Regions from separate parts of the Mus musculus genome. Here regions 2, 3, 4, 5, 6 and 7 are each linked to region 1. The links are chromatin contacts, called in public HiChIP or PLAC-seq and promoter capture Hi-C maps. All regions are on one chromosome and are shown on one strand. The core of a region is the stretch at or near the end of the contact, and the rest is flanking DNA. Distances in the headings are between cores, read along the strand shown.

Region 1 (2,700 bases), core at 56-2,555:
CCGGGCAGGCCTCTCTCGAACTCCGAGGAAAGCAAACCATCCTCCCGGGTCCTACCGGATTCCAGCCGCCCTTTTAGTAAACTCTGTCCCCTGGTGCACTAAACTTCGCACCGGCCGGTGGTGGGGGGTGTTGCTCCCTGGCTGCGCCCCAGTAGCAGCGCCGCAAGGGTTAAGCAAACCTGTCCCAGCTGACAGTCAGCTGATTGGGCTGTGATTGACAGCTCCGAAAAGTTTCCTTGTTTCTATACTATTATGCTAATCGCTGCCGCTCTCGCCGCCTCCCATTGGCGGAGAGTGCCAGTCAATTTCCCATTTGAGCCTGACGTCACGGGTGCTATAAAACTCAGCAATTGCTTTAAACTCTTCTCGCTGGGATCAGAGGCTTTAAAATCTCTTTTCATCTTGGAGCTGTAGCTCGGGCTGCTCGTCCGCTCGGCCTCTCCCCCCAACCCTTTTGCTCTCGGCTTTGCCTTGGCCCAGGACTTGCAATTTTGCTTTAAAAAAATAATAAGAAAGAAAAAAAGAAAAGAAAAGAAAAACCAAAACCAAAAGAAAAAAAGTGGGGGAAGAAAGAACTTAACTCCCCCCTCCCTTGCCTCCAGCCGGCCTGCACCTCGGTCTTGCACTTTGCACGGAGGGAGAGGGTGAGAGAGAGAGAGAGAGAGAGAGAGAGCGCGCGCACGCGAGGGATCCGGAGAGAGAAAAGAAAATAATAATAGTAACCATAAGAGCCAGGCAGAAGAGGAGAGAAGCGTGAAGTGTTAACCACTCCGGTGTGGAGGCCGGCGCCTCCGGGACAGCCACCCGCCGCGCCACACAGCCCCGGAGCAGCCTCCGCGCGCGCCCCGCCTGCAGCCCGGCCGGCTTAGGCGAGCCCTCCTTATGCAAAGCGCGCAGCGGAGCGGCGAGCCGGGGACGCCGCGCACCGGGCCGTGCTCCTCCGGCATCCTCTCTGCCGCTGTCATCACCACCGTCACCGCCAGCCGCGGAGGACCTTCCCGAGCCTGAAGCGCCCGGGATCGGAGCTCAGGGAGGCGAGCAGGCGAGGAGGGGGCCCGGGGCGAGCGGAGGAGAGAGAGCGAGAGAGCAAGAGAGAGAAAGAGAGAGAGCACATTGGCGTGAGCAGGGGGAGGGAGGGCGGGCGCGGGGGGCTGCGGGCAGGGCGGGGGGTGTGTGCACGTTCGAGCTTTCGGGCCACAGCCACCGCCGCGCAAGCTAGAAGCGCCCTAGCCCGGCAAGCTGGCTCACCCGCTGGCCACCCAGCACAGCCCGCTGGCCCCTCTCCTGCAGCCCATCTGGCGGAGCGGCGGCGGCGGTGGCGGCGGAGGCAGGAGGATGGCTTCAGAACTGGCAATGAACAATTCCGACCTGCCCACCAGTCCCCTGGCCATGGAATATGTTAATGACTTCGATCTGATGAAGTTTGAAGTGAAAAAGGAACCGGTGGAGACCGACCGCATCATCAGCCAGTGCGGCCGTCTCATCGCCGGGGGCTCGCTGTCCTCCACCCCCATGAGCACGCCCTGCAGCTCGGTGCCCCCGTCCCCCAGCTTCTCGGCGCCCAGCCCGGGCTCGGGCAGCGAACAGAAGGCGCACCTGGAAGACTACTACTGGATGACCGGCTACCCGCAGCAGCTCAACCCGGAGGCGCTGGGCTTCAGCCCGGAGGACGCGGTCGAGGCGCTCATCAGCAACAGCCACCAGCTCCAGGGTGGCTTCGATGGCTATGCGCGGGGAGCGCAGCAGCTGGCCGCGGCAGCGGGGGCCGGCGCCGGCGCCTCCCTGGGCGGCAGCGGCGAGGAGATGGGCCCCGCCGCCGCCGTGGTGTCCGCCGTGATCGCCGCGGCCGCCGCGCAGAGCGGCGCGGCACCCCACTACCATCACCACCACCACCACGCCGCGGGGCACCACCACCATCCGACGGCCGGCGCCCCGGGAGCCGCGGGCGGCGCGTCTGCCTCTGCGAGCGGCGCGGGTGGCGCGGGCGGCGGTGGCCCGGCCAGCGCCGGGGGCGGCGGCGGCGGAGGCGGCGGCGGGGGCACGGCGGGGGCGGGGGGCGCCCTGCACCCGCACCATGCCGCGGGCGGCCTGCACTTCGACGACCGCTTCTCGGACGAGCAGTTGGTGACCATGTCGGTGCGCGAGCTGAACCGGCAGCTGCGCGGGGTCAGCAAGGAGGAGGTGATCCGACTGAAGCAGAAGAGGCGGACCCTGAAAAACCGCGGCTATGCCCAGTCCTGCCGCTTCAAGAGGGTGCAGCAGAGACACGTCCTGGAGTCGGAGAAGAACCAGCTGCTGCAGCAGGTAGACCACCTCAAGCAGGAGATCTCCAGGCTGGTGCGCGAAAGGGACGCCTACAAGGAGAAATACGAGAAGCTGGTGAGCAACGGCTTCCGAGAAAACGGCTCGAGCAGCGACAACCCTTCCTCTCCCGAATTTTTCATGTGAGTGTGACACGCGATCCCAGCTAGCCACCTTGTTAAATGCTCCGTGGGGGTCCCGCTCCTGAGTGGGCTTGCTAGTTGCAGGGCCAAGCTCGCTCGGCCACCACCTCGCCCCCTCCCCTGGCGAGTTTGCTCCCCTTGGCCCTGAACAGACACACACACACACACACACACACACACACACACACACACACACACACACACCAAGCTTGTGGTGGTGGTGATGGCTCTTTTGAATTGGGGAGGGAAAGGGTGT
Region 2 (2,700 bases), core at 142-2,641, 860 kb after region 1:
GCAAAGAGGAGTTATCCCTTAACATTTTTTTCTCTTCTACTCTGCCAGGGAAAACTCCTCAGCTGAGGCGGCATCTCCCTTGGATCCTTGAAACCCGCCTTTTTTCTAATTCCCAAGAGGAGAAGGGCTCAGTTCCCATCTGTTGAAAACTAGGAGGTGGATATTAGGTGGTCCAGTCTCAAAGGCGGAGAGGGTAGGCGGGATTCAGAGAGGCTCCGCCCATCCCTCTGCTTAGAGTGGCAGAAGGCAGTGGCTGTCTATGGTAATTCCCCAAGTCCTGATTGCCTGATCTGTCAAGTGGGAGCCTTCACATCTATTTCCTATGTATTCAGCAGAAACTGAATGACCTGAACACCCACACAGCGAGGCTGATGGTCACATCCAGTGGAGATTCTAGAAGCATGTCCTTCTCTATCCCCAAGTCTGCCCACGGCAGCCTATACCCGTCCCTCCCCGCCCCCGCCCCCTCCCCCTCCCCCCCAGCACTGTGATGGCTTCAAGGCAGGACAGACTCCTCCCCAAAACACCAGAGAGAGGCTCATAGTACCCCACAGCGATTTATTCTTTGAAGGTCCTCATTCTTTGTAGGTCAACTCCATGGAGTCGCTGCACAGAGAGAGTGGACAGACTAGCTGCATGGATACTGCAGATTCTCCGCCCCCTCTTTAGACCTTGCCTAAACAAAATGAAGGTGCTGGTCCCTAGGGGAGGTCACCTGCTGCCCTTTTGCCCCTGTCTTTCCTTCCGGGAGCATAGACTTTTGGCCTCTGCAGGGCTGAAAATAATGAAGTCAGGGGCTGCTGAGATGGTTTGGCATGCAAAAGTGAGTGTGGCTCAGAACTGACAGCCTGAGTTCTATCCCCAGAAGCCGCACAGAAATCTGGGTGTGGGAGCACACATCTGTAATCCTGCACACATCTGTAATCCTACCACCTCTAAGGGGACATGGGGGACAGATGAGAGGCAGAAACTGGATTATCTAGGAGCTCTAGCAGAAACAGAAACTGGAGACTGACAGACCCCGCCTCACTAAGAGAACCCACCCTTGCACTCTGTCCTCTGACCTCCATTCGTGTGCACAGGCACACAAAAGAAATGAAGCAAACAAATAAATATGAAGCAAGAAACAGGAACAAATGAGAGGCCGGTATTAAAGTGGGCGGACGTCACATGCAAATCCTGAGCCTAGGAGACAGGCTGCCTTCCCAAGCTCTCTCCCTCTCTCCCTTCTTCAACCCAGGGCCCTGCAGATTCTAAGAACATGCCCCAGCACTGAGATGTAACCTCTGCTCAACATTTCTTTCCTAACACAGCAACTACAGCAACACGGGGCTGGAGCTGCAGCTGTAACCCTTGCCTGGGAACCCAATATCCAACTTCTTTGACCCACTTATAGAGTGACCTCCAGGAGACTGCTACGTCGCCGCCGTTCAGCAGCTGTCACGCACAGCCAGTTTTTTCCTGGGGATGGACATTATTCTGAGAACACTCGTGGACCGAGGCCCCCTTAAGAAGTTTCAGCATCCTCCCCGTTACTACGGAGACTCAGTGGCCCCTGCCTCACTGTCTACACTGGGCACTTCCTAACACAGATGTCTAGGGACGTGCCCTTGTGCACCTGTCTCAAGGTGCTCTTCTGACACTCAGGAGCAGGTAATGGTCATTGACAGGGCTGGGTTTTGCTGCATTTCTGGTAAGACTTGTGTCAGGGACGATTAGATGGTGAGGGCTGGGAAGGAGGTGATGTCCCTCTCTGGAGACCGTGTCTACACACAACTGGGGTCAGTTTAGTGAAAAACACCGGTCAGAGCGGCTGTGTGATTGAACTGACTGGCAATTCCCCAGCCAGGGCAGGCAGCCTTGGGCTATGCGGGGAGCAAGGCAGCCAGCCCTTTGCTTCCTTTTCATTTAAAACACATCTCAAAGTACCAGACTAGAGGTAGAGATTCAGTTCAATGTCTTTGGATTGATTGATTAATTTAAAGCCCCTGAGAGATCCCGTCGGTTCACAGATAAAGCCAGACAGGCCGAGAATTTTCCTGTCTTCCTCAAAGGGGGAACATTTCAACCGCAGCCCCCTAATTGGAGATGATTTACATTTTTGTCTTGATCTCTGCATTGGGAAAGAGGAGAAATTGTCATCAGCAACCACTGAAACCTGGCTGAGCATAGCTTTCCGGTTGCATCCGGTGTCCACGCTATTGGGCGATCTAATATTGTCCAAACGTGGAGTAGTGTCTGAGAACCACCAAGCAGGACCTGGATGTTGACTTAGGGATCCAACGAGCGTTGGAAGCAAAATACTAACTCTGCCGAACTCCAACTGTCCAAGCAACTAGCTGCAATTCCTGAGGCCTCGGCTGCCATGAGAGCAAACAGGGATATGAGTGAGCTCTTGCGATCAAGCTCCATGTGAGAAAGATGTCCCACGCAAGGTACCAATGAAGGCTGGGGAGACAACTGAGTTGGTAAAGCTGACTTGAGTGTAATCTCCAGAACTGATGCCTAAAAGAAATCTTGCATGGCTTCTTGCTTATTACTCCTGCATCAGGGAGTCAGAGATAGGCAGCTTCCGGGGGCTTACTGATCAGCTACTTGGTGAACTCTGGGCCAATGGGGGGGGGGGGAATGTACAATACCAAAGGTGATCTTGTGGTATAGCTTCCATGTGTATGTAAGTACACACACATGTATAATTAC
Region 3 (2,700 bases), core at 55-2,554, 910 kb after region 1:
CATCTGGGTTTTTAACTGGGAGGCTGAAGGTTTTCCCTGCATTAAGAAACAAAGGCAGAAAACAAAAGCACTCGGGGCTTATTATCTCTGCTTCCTGTAGAAATGCCTTCCCTGAATTATCATTTGACATCATGCCAGTTTAGAAGGTTGATGTAGGAACCATTTACTCACAAAGTATTGCTGAGTCTTTTATAAAAAATAAAAACCAAAAACCAAAAACTGGGCATACACCTGCCTTTTGGATTACCTAAGGCCTCATGTAGCCTTCTGCCAAGGTCCAACTCCAAGGCAAATTTCCACCTTTGCAGACGGGCTTTTGCTACCTCAGTTTTGCTCCATGACAATTGCAAGCAACATGGTTTTCCTGAGTGCTTGGACTCTAAGGATTCCTACCAAAATTCAAAGGCTGAATGAGCGAGAGAGTGAGTTTAGACCTGGCAACATCCACTGTGGTACTGTGCAGAACGCCTTTCTTCTCCTTCATTCAGATTCCTTGTGATATTCTTCATCTTTCCAGCCGGAGGAACACAGGCCCTATCACGCCCTACAGAGTCAGGTTCCCCTCTTCATTCGAGTTTCCACAGCTAGGTCCCAGGAGATCAAGCATCGTCAAGTGAGTGTCTTTGGCAGGTGATGTCTGCTCTTTTACAATTGGTGTCTGTGGGAGCTCGGGAGGTCTAGGAGGGATGATGTGAGGAAACCCATCAGGATCAAATCTGGATTGAAGACTAGCTCTGCCCAATTCCCATCACGAGAATCCTCCATTTGGAGACACCCTCTGGTGTCAAGCAAGATACCAGACCATGGAAATAGGCTCACCAGCCCTTGGCTAAGTCTACATTCATTTTTCATATTATAAAAGTAACCCTTGCTTCCAGTGGGAGGAGCGAAGGACAAAGGAAGGGCACAGGAAAAGCTCTAGCTAAACTCTAGCCTGGCACATTCAGGTGCCATACGTGTACATAGGCCAGTGACGTGTATCCCTGGGAGACAAGTGTTTCTTTTTTTAACTGTCCCCTTACAGAAGGAAAACAGGATGCTGTCAAACCACAGAGTCGACGTCACATCACATGGGCAATGAGTGATAGAGACAGATTTGAACCTGGGTCTATCTGACCAAGTTCATTAGGTAACTACAGACATTTGTTTTATTGGATATTTTCTTTATTTACATTTCAAATGTTATCCCCTTTCCTGGTTTCCCCTCAGAAAAACATCTGTCCCCATCCCCTCCCCCCTCCTCCTGCTCACCACCACACCCATTCCTGCTTCCTGGCCCTAGCTTTCCCCACACTCTGGGGCAAAGAGCATTCATAGATCAAAGGGCCTCTCCTTCCATTGATGTCGGACTAGGCCATCCTCTGCTGCATATGCAGCTGGAGCCATGAGTCCCACCATGTGTGCTTTGGTCCCTGGGAGCTCTGGGGGGTACTGGCTAGTTCATATTGTTGTTCGTCCTATGGGGCTACAGACATTTTGCTGGGTTTCTTTTGTTCCAGTTTTAAAATAATTTCTTTACTGATCTAGTAATTAATTAATTAATTAATTAATTTATCTATTTTATGTGCATGGGTGTTTTGCCCACATATATGTCTTTGCACCACATGCATGAATTATGAGCAGTTATGAGCCATTATGTAGGTTCTGGGAATCAAACCTGAGACCTCTGGAAAAGCAGTCAGTGCTCTAAGCCATCTCTCTGACCCTCATGTGTTTCTTTCTGCAGCTTTTTCTACGCATGCCTGTATATACATACCTGTGCACAAATATATATACACACATATATTTATATATATAAATAACTACATATATTGTGTGTATATATGTGTATTTAGTTCAGAATCTTGTACTATGCATATACGTGTATTAGTATAATGATTTTAATGTGGTACATGCATTTTCATAAACTGCTTTTTACATTCAAAATGTAAACTATTAATATATGTTACTTCTCTGAATATCTCTCTTAATTTAGAGTGTGTGTCTGTGTACATATACACACGAACCACACTCACATATTCAGGGAGGTCAGAGGACAACTTGTAGGACTTGGTTCTTCACACATGTGGGTCCCAGGGACTGAACTCAGGCCATCTGGATTGCCAGCAGGCTCCACTAAGCCATCCCACCAGCCCTTCCCTGAATAGTCTTAATGCCCTTCAAAAGTTTAAATTAAGGGGCTGGAGAGATGGGGCATTGATTTAGTAACTAGCATCCACTGCCTGTAACTCCAGCTTCAGGGCATGTATTTACTTCTGGCTTCCATGGCTACCTATGCACTTACACGCACATACCCACACACAGATTTATACATCCTTGAGAATAAAATAAATGTTTTGAAATTTTTCATTTTATCTACACTCCTTCAATTCAATAGATAGCTATACTTAACAGTGAGGAGTACACATCTTATAAAAAAAAAAAAAAGCCCTCCACTTTGTAAAACAAGGAAATGCTTAGAAGACTCAGAGGAAACACAGTGCATAGGAAGGGACTACTATAAAGCAGCCCCGAGTGCAGCCACCACATGCAGCCACAGCCACAGCCACATTCCTGTTCCCTGGTTTGACACCTAGAGCAAGCATCAGCTCTAATGAACATTTGGCAAAATGACATCTCATTTGTGTGTAAAGAAGGAAGCTGATCCCTTCTCCTTTGCCCCCAAATTCCTGCTTTTTTATGAATCTCAGACAAGCTCAC
Region 4 (2,700 bases), core at 106-2,605, 950 kb after region 1:
CCAGGAGAAAAGAGTCATGCACGGAGAGCCGCCATGATGGAGCTGCTGGAGAAAGGGAGTGTGAAAGACAGTCTTCCTTCACTTCACGCTCAAGAACGCGGCTTTCAGAATAGAATGGCCATTGTGAGCACAGTCACTTGCTCCTGAGGATCTCGGGTCTATTCCCTGCAGCTCGTTTTCGGCAGGAGACTGATGGGAAGGTGAGAAGCTGCCCCCGGGAGCTCAGCCTGCATCCGCTCTCGGTCTCCATGCAAACACCATTGTTTCCCAGCCTGATTATTATTAAATTGTAATGTGGACCCAGCCTCTGCTTAAGCACCCGCGATGATTAGACTACAAGTCAATTGTGGGTAACACGCAGATATAAATGCGGCTAATAAGTTTTACTGTAATGATTAATCAATTTATGAATACATTATTTAAGCTAATAGCTCAGGTAGGGTATCTTAAACAAGTTACAGAGCGCATCGACCAATTCAAACTCCAGCTGCCGGATCAATAACAAACTGTAAGTAAACTCTGGGGGGGTAAGCACACTAGCAAAAAAACAAAAAAAAAAAAAAAAAAAACAAAAAAAAAAACAAAAAAAAAACGCAAACAAAAGAGTCTTAGAGGAAGAATGAAGAAAACATACAATACTTTCAATTTGAAGACAGATGCACAATACTTTAACATATGCCAAAGATTAAAGGGAAAAGATTACAAAATTATATCACTGCAAATTTTGTTGCTGTGACAAATTAAAAGCAGTTCATACCAGAAACACACACAGGTGCAGACCGGTGAGCACACAGGCACCATGCATTGACAGTGATGTTGATTCTTTAAAGTAATGAAGCCTTGGGCTCATGTCACTGTCTGTTTATCTATAGCTGTCCCTTTAATGGGAAAGGAAAAAAAAAGTATGCTCAAAAAGTAGGACCAGCAAATTTTACTGAACGGGAGCCATCTTCCAGCACAGTCAAGGGACACCTGCTCTTCTCCAGCCAGACATCTCCCCTGGTGCCAACCAACCACAGCGAGTTTTGTAACAAAGCAAACCTTTATATCATAATGCTGTCCCATAACTTTTTTTTAAATTAGGGCTAATTAATGTGAGTTTAATAAATAAACCAAAAAGGGCCTTAATTTCCAAAGGTGGGCTATTTCATCAGAGCTTCAAGCGATGGTGCATTTTAAAAAATTAATTAGTATCTTGTGCGATCGGCCACACGTTATTGAATAAGTAACAGCGGCTAAGTGAAACAGATGAAATATTGGTAAGCGATGCAGCCACAGTATAAGTATGTGCAGTGGGTCAGAGGTTAATCCCTATTGATTTTCCAAGTCTGCGTACAGCACCGCTGGGAAAGACCGGTTCAGTTGGCAATCAGCTAGCACAAATACATTATAAATCTTACTGTCCGCCTCCACTGACCACTGTCACTTACTTCAGTTGCTAAAGACCATTAAAAAAAAAAAACTACCCAAAAGGGGAGAGGAGGAATTCTACCCACTTTAAACAAAAAAGTAAACCTTGAGGGAGTCCCCGATACTGGACAAAACTTTTGGGGTGAGCATTGCTCAACACAGAGGCCCCTCTTCCCGTGGAGCTGGCTTCTCTCCCGGAAGGCAGAAACTACTATGTCATGCTCTTCAGGATAAATCCATTTCAAAGAGTCAACACAGACTATTGTTCCCTTAAGCTTCGACAGCAAACTCAAAGGAATTCCAAAATGCCTTTCCCATTTGAAGGTCTGGAGAGAAAGGGAAGAAGCCGGATCTTTTCATTGGGATTGTTTAAAGCACCTACAGGTTGGTTTTGCACTATAGAGCTCAACCTTTGAGCTACTAAACATGAAGCTGAATGCGAAGCCCTTCCCACGCAGGGAGACGCACTTCTAGGTGCTATTTTTATAAAGTGGTCCCCAACACGCGTAAGCTTCATTCCCTGCAGACTTAAGACACCCGCCCCCATCTCTGGAAATAACTTGACCACATGTATAGTTATGACTTCCCTTCTTTACTGAGACCGTATCATGGATCTTCTGTGTACCTGGCACTCTTGATAGATTCAGGATATGGATGAACAAGATGGGTCCTCCCCACCCCATCCACAAAGAGAGAGAGAGAGAGAGAGAGAGAGAGAGAGAGAGAGAGAGAGAGAGAGAGAGAGAGAGAGAGAGAGAGAGATACAACACAGTCCCGGGAAGTGTGTTGGTGCTGGCAGGCAGTCTGTCATTTACCAATGGTGTGACATCCAGCTGGCCATCAGACCTCCCTGAAACTTAATTTCCTTGCTTACAAGTGTACAGCAATACTATTATTTGCAACTTAAAAAAACTTAAAAGCACTTGATACAGGGATAAATATTCAGGGAGTGTTGGTTATTAAAAAGTTATTTGATGCCGAGCAAGAACATGAGTGAAGTTTTTCGACCTCTTCTTTGTAGGTGGGATTGTGACATTGTGGGGTACGAAGTGGCAGAATATCCATTGTCCCATGCCACACGGGCAGAGGTCTCCTGTCCCCCAGGTCACCACTTCTGAGAAACAGCATGGTGAAGGACATGCTTGCAAATTACTCTGTGGAGCTTTTTAAAAGTGCCCTCAAAAAGCATAAGGAAGCAAACTGTTATCAGAAATGCAGATGTTGGCTGGCTCAGCGTGAACCAGGCCAGGAGACATGGAGAACTCTTTGGGTAAAGATTGGGTCCTTTCT
Region 5 (2,700 bases), core at 182-2,681, 800 kb after region 1:
GGAATAGACAGGAACTCAAAAGCATTTGCCAGGAGCCCGTGAGCTTTACCCGAGGCGGGCATAATGCGTAATTGAAAATAACTGGACTTTCTGGTCCTTGCTTGAGGGTGAGATAGACCAAGATTTTAATATAAAAGCAACTCACAGCTCCTTAGAGAAGGCATACAGAGGCATTAAAAACAATAGGTTTGTTTCTTTTTTCAAAATTTTATTTCGTTTTATTTGTGTGTGTGTGTGTGTGCTCGCACACACACACGCGCACCTGCTTGTCTGCACGTGTGTGACATATGTGTGGTTACGGTACTGTGTTCCCTGCGTTGAGGGTTACAGGTGGCTGTATATGTTGGGCCCGGAACTCAGATCTTCTGTGTGAACAGCAGGCGTTCAGCCCTGAGCCCCTCTCTGGAGCCCCTGCTGCTTTTTATTGCGCTCTGCCAATAAAGGTGCAATTGGCAAACATCAACCAGAGGAAACAGTCTTTGTTCGGACCTGTTTTTCTGTCCCTTCCGCTTGATATTTCTAAATTAACTTATCAATAATGAATTAAAGTAATGCGGAAAAGTGGGACAATACTGCACCTTTAAGGAAATATTATTTCTCCTCGGGTCCTATCAAGGTAAATTTCATCAGTATTCGAAGAATGAGCAAAGCACTTCAACAATTTATTTCAATAAAAGAAGACTTAGCCGAAAGGAGTATAAATGATGAGAGCTTGCTTTAAACTGATTTATTCCCTGCAGCAATAAAAGGAATGTTTCTTCACTCAGCTGTTTAATATGCAAATATGCAGAACGTCCAGCCCTGACAGCGCATCATTAATAAAACCTTGCGCTGAGCAGAGCGCCCGATATTTCATCCTGATGAAAATGCATGATGATGATTTTAGACTGTGGGCTCTCGGAGTCGAACAATGTGCCTTCCCAGCGACCGGCGACGGAGCCCACCCTCGGCAGAGAGGGCTCTGCACGCCAAGCCATTGGGTTTCTGCAGCAGGGGGTCACGGGCACAGTGCATGCCCAAGAGCAGAGTGGACAGTCTTTCACGCTTCCGAGTGGGAGAGGGTGAGCTTGGTAATAGGGGCAGACAAGGGTCTGAGATGCTCTTCTTTTAGGTATGGTGGCATGCTAATTTTTAAAATTTTTATTGGCTTAATTTCCTCCTCAGTATTCAGGGGAATTCCTACTTGGAGATAGGCTCTATGCTAGCTTTATGGAATAAGATAGTACACATTAAAAAAAAAAAAAGATACTGGCCTCATGAAACCAAACCACCATCTTTCCCTAATATTCAGTGGCCCTGTTGTTGTAAAACTTTAAATGGAACGAAGTGGAGAAAATCCTCTTATAACCAGATTCTTTACTCTCTCTCTCTCTCTCTCTCTCTCTCTCTCTCTGGCAGCCTTTTGAGATGGATGAATGGTCCCCGTGTTAGGATTTTGAGTTCTTTGAGAAAGGGCCGTGGTGGCGTGTATATACACCAGCACAGTGTGCGAGAGTGCGGGCCCAAGTGTGTGAGTGTGAATCCAAGTGTGCTACAGTACACAGGGGTCAGGGGACAAGCTGGGTATAGGGCCTTCCCTTGTTCCCAACACGATCTCCAGCTCCCTTCCCGCTGCGTGTCCTCAGGCTACCTGGCCCTTCCTGGATTCACCTGCCTTTCCCTCCAGCTTCCTATAGGAGCTCAGGAATTCTGATAAGGTACAACGGTGGCCTGGCTTTTTACAAGGGCTCTGAGCCTCTGAGCAAGAGCTTGCAAGCTTGCAAGCGGGCTTTCCCAGCTGAGCTACCGCCCTAAAAAAAGGTTTTTTTTTTTTTAGTACTTTACTTTTTTTTTTTTTTTTTAAATATCTTTTACATTTTATCTTTTCTTCCTTCCTTCCTTTGTTTTCTCTTGCATATGGCCGCCCAAGGCCAAGGCTTGGCTCAAGGTCTCAAAGTAGCTGAAGATTACCCTGAACTTCCTGCCTCCAGCTCCTGAGTTATGGGAGTCTAAGTGTCTGTACTACCACATACCTGGTTTACGCGTTGCTGGGGAATGAACTCAAGGCTCCAGGCGCACCAAGCAAGCTATCTCCTGAGTTATGTCTCCAGCTCCCTTCTGAATTTTACAGCGAGTGAAAGGAAGCCATATGTATGATCAGAAAATCATGTTAAAAGGGGGGGGTGATACCCCAAACCCCAAAACGTAATTCCACACACATACACTATCCACCCACTCCCTCTTCCTCTCCCCCCTCCTCCCTCCCTCCCTCCTCTCCCTCCATCTAACTAAACCAACCATCTCAGGAGCATCAGCACTGGATCTCTTGGAAACTTCATACAAACCCTGCTTGGCTGACTTAAAAGATACACAGACGTGACAGGGGACTATGAGTTACTAGTTGTAAGTATTTAGAACACGGCCTGGAATTTGGCACGGTCCAGGAAAGTACTTGTTAAATCAATAACCGATAAATCAGATTAACCCTGAAAGCATGCCCCTCTGCAAGGGTGAGTTTTCTGTAAACACTCCTTATGGAAGTAGATAAAGGCTATGGAAACTGGCTGCTGCTTCTCCTTTCTTTTCTTTTCTTTTTTTCAGCCTTTCATTTATAACTACTGCACAGTCCTTGTCTGTAAGAACTGCTCCAAGCTAGAGAAAATTTAGATGAAAACTCTTGACTCTGGGGGCTGCCTGGCAAGATGGCTCAGAGGTTAAAGT
Region 6 (2,700 bases), core at 75-2,574, 820 kb after region 1:
TTAAGAAGGAAACCCAATGTATCCCCCCCCCCCTCAAAAACAAAAACACCCAAAAAATCCTCTTTTTTGATTTTTCCAATGGCCATAAGGTCCCTGCTCTGCCTTGGCCCTGACCACACAGCTCAATCGGAGAAAACCACTGTGTTTCTGGAACCCAGGGCAACTGTCCTTAGAACTAACAGGAGTTTACTCAGTTTGCTAATGAACCGTCATGTGACCTTGAACAGGATCATGTGAGTATGCTCTCTCTCTCTCTCTCTCTCTCTCTCTCACACACACACACACACACACACACACACACACACACACACACACACATTACCTTTCACAAGCTTTGGTTTTCTCATGTACAGAATGACAGGATAATTCCGACCCCACAGATTTGATGGGAGGGTCCTACAAAATGATCTATGGGGACTGTTGGAACCAGGGCCTCCCATCTGCCACGTTGATGCCCTGCCTGAAGTTCCGTGGGTTGGAGCAGGTGACGACAGAAGGCCTCCAGGGGCCTTGGGGCTCTCAGCTGAACCGGCTCTCGGTTCCCAGTCCCTATTCCACTCCCACCGTACCACCCAATAAACAACAAATACGCACATCGGACAGCAGGCTGGTTCTTCAGCCTCAGTCTGTCTACCACTAAAATGGGTTTTCTATTTAGCCCAGGGCTGCTAGAAGCTGATAAAGGACAAGAAGCCTGCTACAGCAGGAAATTAACTCTCCACCACCTCTCCAGAGGAACTCCAGAGTTCTTTTACAGTCCTTTCACTATGGAGGCGGTGAGTAGGAAGAGAGAGGAAACAAAAAAGCTGCCCAGTTCCAGTTCTGATGCACTTTATTGTAACTGGATTCGCTCCAGTGCCCTGCCCCCCTCCTCCCTCCCCCCTCTCCCCTCCAGCCTGCATTGGGGCACCTGGAAAAGTCATGGCCATCCATCTGGTGTCAAGTGGCACCAATCTCTGCATTCTGTGAGAGTCAATTGCAATTAACAGGGCCATTCAGGAAACGGCAGGTACAGCCCAGACAAAGGCAGCCCAGACAGATCTTATCAGAGCCCAAGGCCGGCAGGACTGTCCCTTTCTGAAGCTGCCTGCCTGGGAGAAAACCCTGGAAGAAAGGAAGGAAGGAAGGAAGGAAGGAAGGAAGGAAGGAAGGAAGGAAGGAAGGAAGGAAGATGGGAAAGGACAGTGAGTCATAAGGAGGAGGCAGCGAGATTCAAGAAAAGCAAGCCAGACTCCAGCAAGCTCTTGGGCTCAGACACTGACAAACCCCAGCCACCAGGGGCCTTCAGCAAGTCACTCCACCCTTGCCAGCCAGCTTCAGAGCTGCAGGTGGCCCATCTATTAATAGGGACTACAAACGGCACCTTCCTCATCTTGAAACTGTCTAGAGGAGACATGCTGAGGGCGGTGTTTACTGTAAAGGATCAGGAGAGCTTGAGAGTGGTGGGAGAGCTCTGGAGAGCGAGCGTGCCTGTGTGTGTGTGTGTGTGTGTGTGTGTGTGTGTATTAGCAGAGCAGGTGTCTTGGAGAGAAGCCACATACCACACAGGCACTGGGTGAGCCTGCTGGATGCCACCTGTTCCACCCTGTCCACTTGGGCCACAGGGAATCCTCTGCCCATGCAGAAGAAAAAAAGCTCTAGAAAGCAGCCAGTCTTCCATTTAGGGAATCTGGTGACTAGCCTGCCTGCACCATCAGGGGGAAGGGGCTGATCGCCATAGGGCAACAAGGAGGATCAGGTAGAATCTGGTGGCAGTGGTAGGCACTCAAGGCATGTGATTCACTTTCTGTCAGCCCACATTCCTCGGTACCCTTCAGGGCCAGGGGAGTAAGCTCAAGCCCAGTAGGTACCTAACTAGGGCCAGAGGAAGAATGGGCCCCCGACCAGGCCTTGGCTCTGACTGCGTGAAGCAGTTATCACAGGGTGGCCTGGAGGTTGAAGGCCTTCTGCACCCTTTTCTGTGGAGAGGGTGGGGCATGTCTTCCCCGTTTTACTTTCCAGGCTAAGTGGCCTGTTCTTGTCACCGTCTGTCGTTGGGCACTTATTTTGCAAGGATGCTTTGAATTTCAGAAATATGGAGTTTTTAAAAATCCACCAATTATCATTTTTCGGTGTGTCTTTGTGTGTAAGAATGTTTGTGTGTGTGTGCACAAGTGCCGGTGCATGTGAACGTCTATGCACATGCATGTGGAGGTCAGAGGTCAATCTTTGGTGCTCATTCTCAGGCCATGAGCCTCCTTTTTCTTCTGAGACAGGGTCTCTCGCTGGCTTTTAACTTGTCTAGTAGGCTAGGCTGGCTGCCCATGATCCCTCTGAGCCTCCTATCCGCACCTCCCTATGCTGCCCTTACAGCCACACCACCCTTGGGTTCTGGATGTCAACCACTGTTTCCCCAGTTTCCATTAATCAGAAAGGTTAAAGGGAGTCTCAGAGCAGGAGTAAAGAGGTTCCCTTCCAGTAAGCAAAAGGAGCTGGGGTGATCGGGTGAGGGGTGGGGGAGGTGGGGGTGGGGGGTGGGGAGCAGCCACCACATTTTCTAACAGGAAGAGAAAGAAACCACAGAAGCAAAACATCATTGAATCGGGAGCCTGTTTATTCCAAAGAACAGGAGCAGAGACTATGCCCCAACTGGATGCCTCTATTGTAATCATCAGCTCTCAGTGTCTGATGCTTAAGCATATTGATATATCAGGTTTGGTG
Region 7 (2,700 bases), core at 185-2,684, 990 kb after region 1:
CACACTGTGGGTAGACAGTCTAAGCCACTGGATGGCTGATTCTTCTATTTTACAAAAAGTCACTTCTGTGTTTTGTTAGCCTCCCATCATCCATCCGCCAGGAACAGGGACGATCGACTTAATTTCGGAGAGTGGGAGCAGGGAAAGATGACTCACAGAGCAGCTCAGAGTCAGAATCCTCTTCTTATGGAGAAAGAGCTAAGGGGTGGAGAATGATACGGCCCCACTTTGCTTTCAGAATGTGTTCAGGACGCAGTGATCACCACTCCTGCAGCCACTTCGGAAGCATGAAGTGAAAGCCGAGACAGCCTTGAAAGGCACTTCCCACTTGAGGGACCAAGCATACCTCTGGATGCCTCAGGGTTACAGAATCTACGAAAAAAATTAAAGAAGACCCCCTAGATCTTATTCCAACCATCTTTCCATGTGAATTAGGAGCTCACAGCTCATAGTCACCGCACGGATACAGACATTTGACCCAAGGCAGGTTGAATTATTACAAAACGACTGAAGAGAAGCAGGGGAACGAAACTTTAAAACAACTGCCTAAAGATTCCAAGTTCTTGGCTCTTGTGAAACCCGCCACATGCCCGGGCCTTGGGACTAAGCAAACGCCACACACTTTAAAGCTCTGGGCAGAATGGAAAGCTGACTAATGAGCCCTAAGCTAATAATGATCACCTTCAGGTAAGAAGGCTGCAGGGAGGTAGCCCTCTGTAAGAGGAGAGCTGAGCCTCTGGAGAAGCCGTGGTGAGAAAGCTCATGTGTGGCCCGGCCGCAGAGGTCCCCAAAGTCTACTTTCCTGCCATACCTCGGCTTGGGGGAACACAGAAATCAGCGAATTCCACCCATGCTTGGAAGGCTCAAAATACTGTGATCAACAAGGAATATGGGTTTCCATGTTGCAGGGTGTGTTTTCTTTTCTCAACTGAAAAGAAAGAAAGAAAGAAAGAAAGAAAGAAAGAAAGAAAGAAAGAAAGAAAAAAAGAAAGAAAGAAAGAAAGAAAGAAAGAAAGAAAGAGAGAGAGAGAGAGAGAGAGAGGGAGGGAGGGAGGGAGGGAGGGAGGGAGGGAGGGAGAGAGAGAGAGAGAGAGAGAGAGAGAGAGAGAGAGAGAGAGAGAGAAACTGGAAAGTCCCTGTTAGTCCTGTCTCTCCTTGTATGGGGCACGCCAATATACCAATAAGGATTCAGACATGAGGTGGGTCCTTGAATGCACCTTCAGAGTAGCCAGCTACAGGCCTTTGAGGGATGTATTTTGTTAAAAATAGTAATTTAAAGAACAAATCAACATTTATTAGGCCCTTCATTATGCTTTAAAGTTGTACGACTATAAATCACCAGGCCGCGGGTTATCCAAGGGCAGAGTTACCCAGCTTGGCACTGCGTAAGGTTAGGAGAACGCTATGTTGTGCTTTCTCTGCTTGTAATTTATAGCTCTGCAACGGGACCTAGCATTGCAGGCCCATCCATTAGCCGGGTAGCCACACATCTGTTAGGGCTCCTTACAATGGCAGCCTTTTCATGGCTACAGGAAGAGAAACCCAATCCTTTCAGAAGATCTACAAACTCAAGCCATTTTAAAAAAAAAAAGTGAACTGATATGAAAACACAGTTCCCTAAAACATCTGCTAAGCTCTTGTTACCCCAACACATGATATTCTTTCCGACAGTTACCTGCCAACACAAATATTTGGTTGCTCCAAACACCCTTCAAGGCACGTGACTGTGCTCAACTTGAAATTTACACTCGGAGCCATAGAGGGCTGGCTTGGCCCTGAGACCTCTGGCAAGGAGGTTGTTTACCAGCGTTCAAAACTAATGTGGAAAAAAAAAGAGGGGAGTGGGTCAAGAAGGTGCTGTCAAATGCTTTAAAGAGGAAACATAACGACACAATCAGACACACATGGCAGGGGCGCTACGGTGTGTTTGACTAAGGAAATGGAGCTGGAAGGAGTTGGCGAAGGCTCTGGAGGCGAGGATGGCATTTTCTTGAACAGGCTAGGTAGGCTTTTCCTGGCACAGATGCAATTCATTCTGACCCTGCAGAAGTGTTGTGAGGGAAAAATAAAACAGGCAGATAGATACCTGAGGTGTCTCGAGGTCAGGTGCAAGTTGCCAAGGTGCCCCTCAGCTGAGAGCTTCGAAGCTCTCAAACGAGACAGCACACACCAATAGCCATAACCACCCTGGTAAATCTCTTACGCCGTTAGGTAACAGCACAGGTCAGGTTTATACTGATATGATGTCATTTGCACACCTTGCCGTATCATGTATGCTAACATCTGGCACACACATTACTATACATAAAACGCAGTTTAGAGGCAGAGGTGTCAACACAAAACTCCTTGGTGATGTGACTTCATCATGCGAACACTCTCAGCAAACTTTGGTTTCCTTTAAGACATTTTAGGGACTGCTACTGGTAAAAAAAAAAAATCTTGGTTTAAACAACATTTAAAACAGCGTATTTCCATTTTGCTCATTCTTTTTATGTTATCATAAATTCGAGGCGGGAGGAATAATCACCTCTCCCAGAACTCCTAGGACACTTGTCCTGTGGCCCTCTGGAGGAAGAGGGCGGCAGAGACATGACCTTGCCGGTAGGGGGCACTGTGCTAAGAATTAGTCCCCGTGAGTTTCTCATTAGTGATTATTATACTGCAGGATGCCCAAATGCAAAAATTAATTAATTTCAAAGT

Evidence for each region. Promoter capture Hi-C pulls out the DNA fragments that hold promoters and counts their contacts. HiChIP or PLAC-seq counts read pairs in DNA pulled down with a chosen protein or histone mark.
Region 2: a contact with region 1 is called in a promoter capture Hi-C map of 3T3-L1-derived adipocytes, with 5 times the contacts expected there. The contact joins the enhancer-like site here to the promoter of Maf in region 1. A contact is called at or near these places in 10 of 39 promoter capture datasets (the 3T3-L1 cell line, 3T3-L1-derived adipocytes, the HPC-7 cell line and 5 more), 1 of 484 Hi-C or Micro-C datasets (bone marrow-derived macrophages), 10 of 115 datasets of contacts at active chromatin or transcription factors (astrocytes, bone marrow-derived macrophages, embryonic forebrain and 7 more) and 2 of 9 other capture datasets (embryonic stem cells and liver).
Region 3: an H3K27ac HiChIP or PLAC-seq map of thymic regulatory T cells shows a contact between it and region 1, with 18 times the contacts expected there. The contact joins the enhancer-like site here to the promoter of Maf in region 1. A contact is called at or near these places in 12 of 39 promoter capture datasets (the 3T3-L1 cell line, 3T3-L1-derived adipocytes, the C10 cell line and 6 more), 4 of 484 Hi-C or Micro-C datasets (CD4 T cells, LSK cells, bone marrow-derived macrophages and 1 more), 21 of 115 datasets of contacts at active chromatin or transcription factors (DN3 thymocytes, SST interneurons, T-cell acute lymphoblastic leukemia and 17 more) and 2 of 9 other capture datasets (embryonic stem cells and liver).
Region 4: a promoter capture Hi-C map of liver shows a contact between it and region 1, with 4 times the contacts expected there. The contact joins the enhancer-like site here to the promoter of Maf in region 1. A contact is called at or near these places in 15 of 39 promoter capture datasets (the 3T3-L1 cell line, 3T3-L1-derived adipocytes, the C10 cell line and 11 more), 2 of 15 datasets of contacts at CTCF or cohesin (large pre-B cells and stem cell-derived epiblast-like cells), 27 of 484 Hi-C or Micro-C datasets (the AML12 cell line, B cells, the C2C12 cell line and 21 more), 17 of 115 datasets of contacts at active chromatin or transcription factors (SST interneurons, T-cell acute lymphoblastic leukemia, VIP interneurons and 12 more) and 3 of 9 other capture datasets (embryonic stem cells, embryonic tail and embryonic trunk).
Region 5: a promoter capture Hi-C map of trophoblast stem cells shows a contact between it and region 1, with 7 times the contacts expected there. The contact joins the enhancer-like site here to the promoter of Maf in region 1. A contact is called at or near these places in 5 of 39 promoter capture datasets (cranial neural crest, embryonic stem cells, liver and 2 more), 1 of 484 Hi-C or Micro-C datasets (bone marrow-derived macrophages), 13 of 115 datasets of contacts at active chromatin or transcription factors (T-cell acute lymphoblastic leukemia, bone marrow-derived macrophages, embryonic basal ganglia and 9 more) and 2 of 9 other capture datasets (embryonic stem cells and liver).
Region 6: a contact with region 1 is called in a promoter capture Hi-C map of pre-B cells, with 7 times the contacts expected there. The contact joins the enhancer-like site here to the promoter of Maf in region 1. A contact is called at or near these places in 13 of 39 promoter capture datasets (the 3T3-L1 cell line, the C10 cell line, the HPC-7 cell line and 8 more), 1 of 15 datasets of contacts at CTCF or cohesin (large pre-B cells), 10 of 484 Hi-C or Micro-C datasets (B cells, CD4 T cells, CD8 T cells and 7 more), 16 of 115 datasets of contacts at active chromatin or transcription factors (T-cell acute lymphoblastic leukemia, VIP interneurons, bone marrow-derived macrophages and 12 more) and 2 of 9 other capture datasets (embryonic stem cells and liver).
Region 7: an H3K4me3 HiChIP or PLAC-seq map of neural tube shows a contact between it and region 1, with 5 times the contacts expected there. The contact joins the enhancer-like site here to the promoter of Maf in region 1. A contact is called at or near these places in 12 of 39 promoter capture datasets (the 3T3-L1 cell line, the C10 cell line, the HPC-7 cell line and 5 more), 1 of 15 datasets of contacts at CTCF or cohesin (large pre-B cells), 3 of 484 Hi-C or Micro-C datasets (all in uterus), 12 of 115 datasets of contacts at active chromatin or transcription factors (T-cell acute lymphoblastic leukemia, craniofacial prominence, embryonic forebrain and 9 more) and 1 of 9 other capture datasets (embryonic stem cells).

What each region holds. Positions count from the first base shown.
Region 1 is chr8:115,705,499-115,708,198 of GRCm38.p6, reverse strand. Maf (avian musculoaponeurotic fibrosarcoma oncogene homolog) reads left to right here and starts at 1,305. Exons shown (of 1, transcript NM_001025577.2): 1 at 1,305-2,700. The coding sequence starts at 1,336. The coding sequence ends at 2,448.
Region 2 is chr8:114,848,197-114,850,896 of GRCm38.p6, reverse strand. The region is part of intron 8 of Wwox (WW domain-containing oxidoreductase); the gene reads right to left. Among named protein-coding and RNA genes, the nearest start is that of Gm39257, 110 kb to the left of the region's middle. Within about 2 kb of position 1,391, at least 11 of the 459 cell types and tissues checked have an H3K27ac peak or open chromatin away from gene starts, as enhancers often do. A contact at or near this core is called in 3T3-L1-derived adipocytes, where this site is marked.
Region 3 is chr8:114,800,240-114,802,939 of GRCm38.p6, reverse strand. The region is part of intron 8 of Wwox (WW domain-containing oxidoreductase); the gene reads right to left. Among named protein-coding and RNA genes, the nearest start is that of Gm16118, 93 kb to the right of the region's middle. Within about 2 kb of position 1,304, at least 38 of the 459 cell types and tissues checked have an H3K27ac peak or open chromatin away from gene starts, as enhancers often do. A contact at or near this core is called in DN3 thymocytes, T-cell acute lymphoblastic leukemia, memory CD8 T cells and 2 more, where this site is marked.
Region 4 is chr8:114,750,581-114,753,280 of GRCm38.p6, reverse strand. The region is part of intron 8 of Wwox (WW domain-containing oxidoreductase); the gene reads right to left. Among named protein-coding and RNA genes, the nearest start is that of Gm16118, 44 kb to the right of the region's middle. Within about 2 kb of position 1,355, at least 8 of the 459 cell types and tissues checked have an H3K27ac peak or open chromatin away from gene starts, as enhancers often do. A contact at or near this core is called in liver, where this site is marked.
Region 5 is chr8:114,909,527-114,912,226 of GRCm38.p6, reverse strand. All of the region lies in intron 8 of Wwox (WW domain-containing oxidoreductase), which reads right to left. Among named protein-coding and RNA genes, the nearest start is that of Gm39257, 50 kb to the left of the region's middle. Within about 2 kb of position 1,431, at least 15 of the 459 cell types and tissues checked have an H3K27ac peak or open chromatin away from gene starts, as enhancers often do. A contact at or near this core is called in trophoblast stem cells, where this site is marked.
Region 6 is chr8:114,880,930-114,883,629 of GRCm38.p6, reverse strand. All of the region lies in intron 8 of Wwox (WW domain-containing oxidoreductase), which reads right to left. Among named protein-coding and RNA genes, the nearest start is that of Gm39257, 79 kb to the left of the region's middle. Within about 2 kb of position 1,324, at least 79 of the 459 cell types and tissues checked have an H3K27ac peak or open chromatin away from gene starts, as enhancers often do. A contact at or near this core is called in B cells, CD8 T cells, the HPC-7 cell line and 4 more, where this site is marked.
Region 7 is chr8:114,715,770-114,718,469 of GRCm38.p6, reverse strand. The region is part of intron 8 of Wwox (WW domain-containing oxidoreductase); the gene reads right to left. Among named protein-coding and RNA genes, the nearest start is that of Gm16118, 9.0 kb to the right of the region's middle. Within about 2 kb of position 1,434, at least 16 of the 459 cell types and tissues checked have an H3K27ac peak or open chromatin away from gene starts, as enhancers often do. A contact at or near this core is called in embryonic limb bud and neural tube, where this site is marked.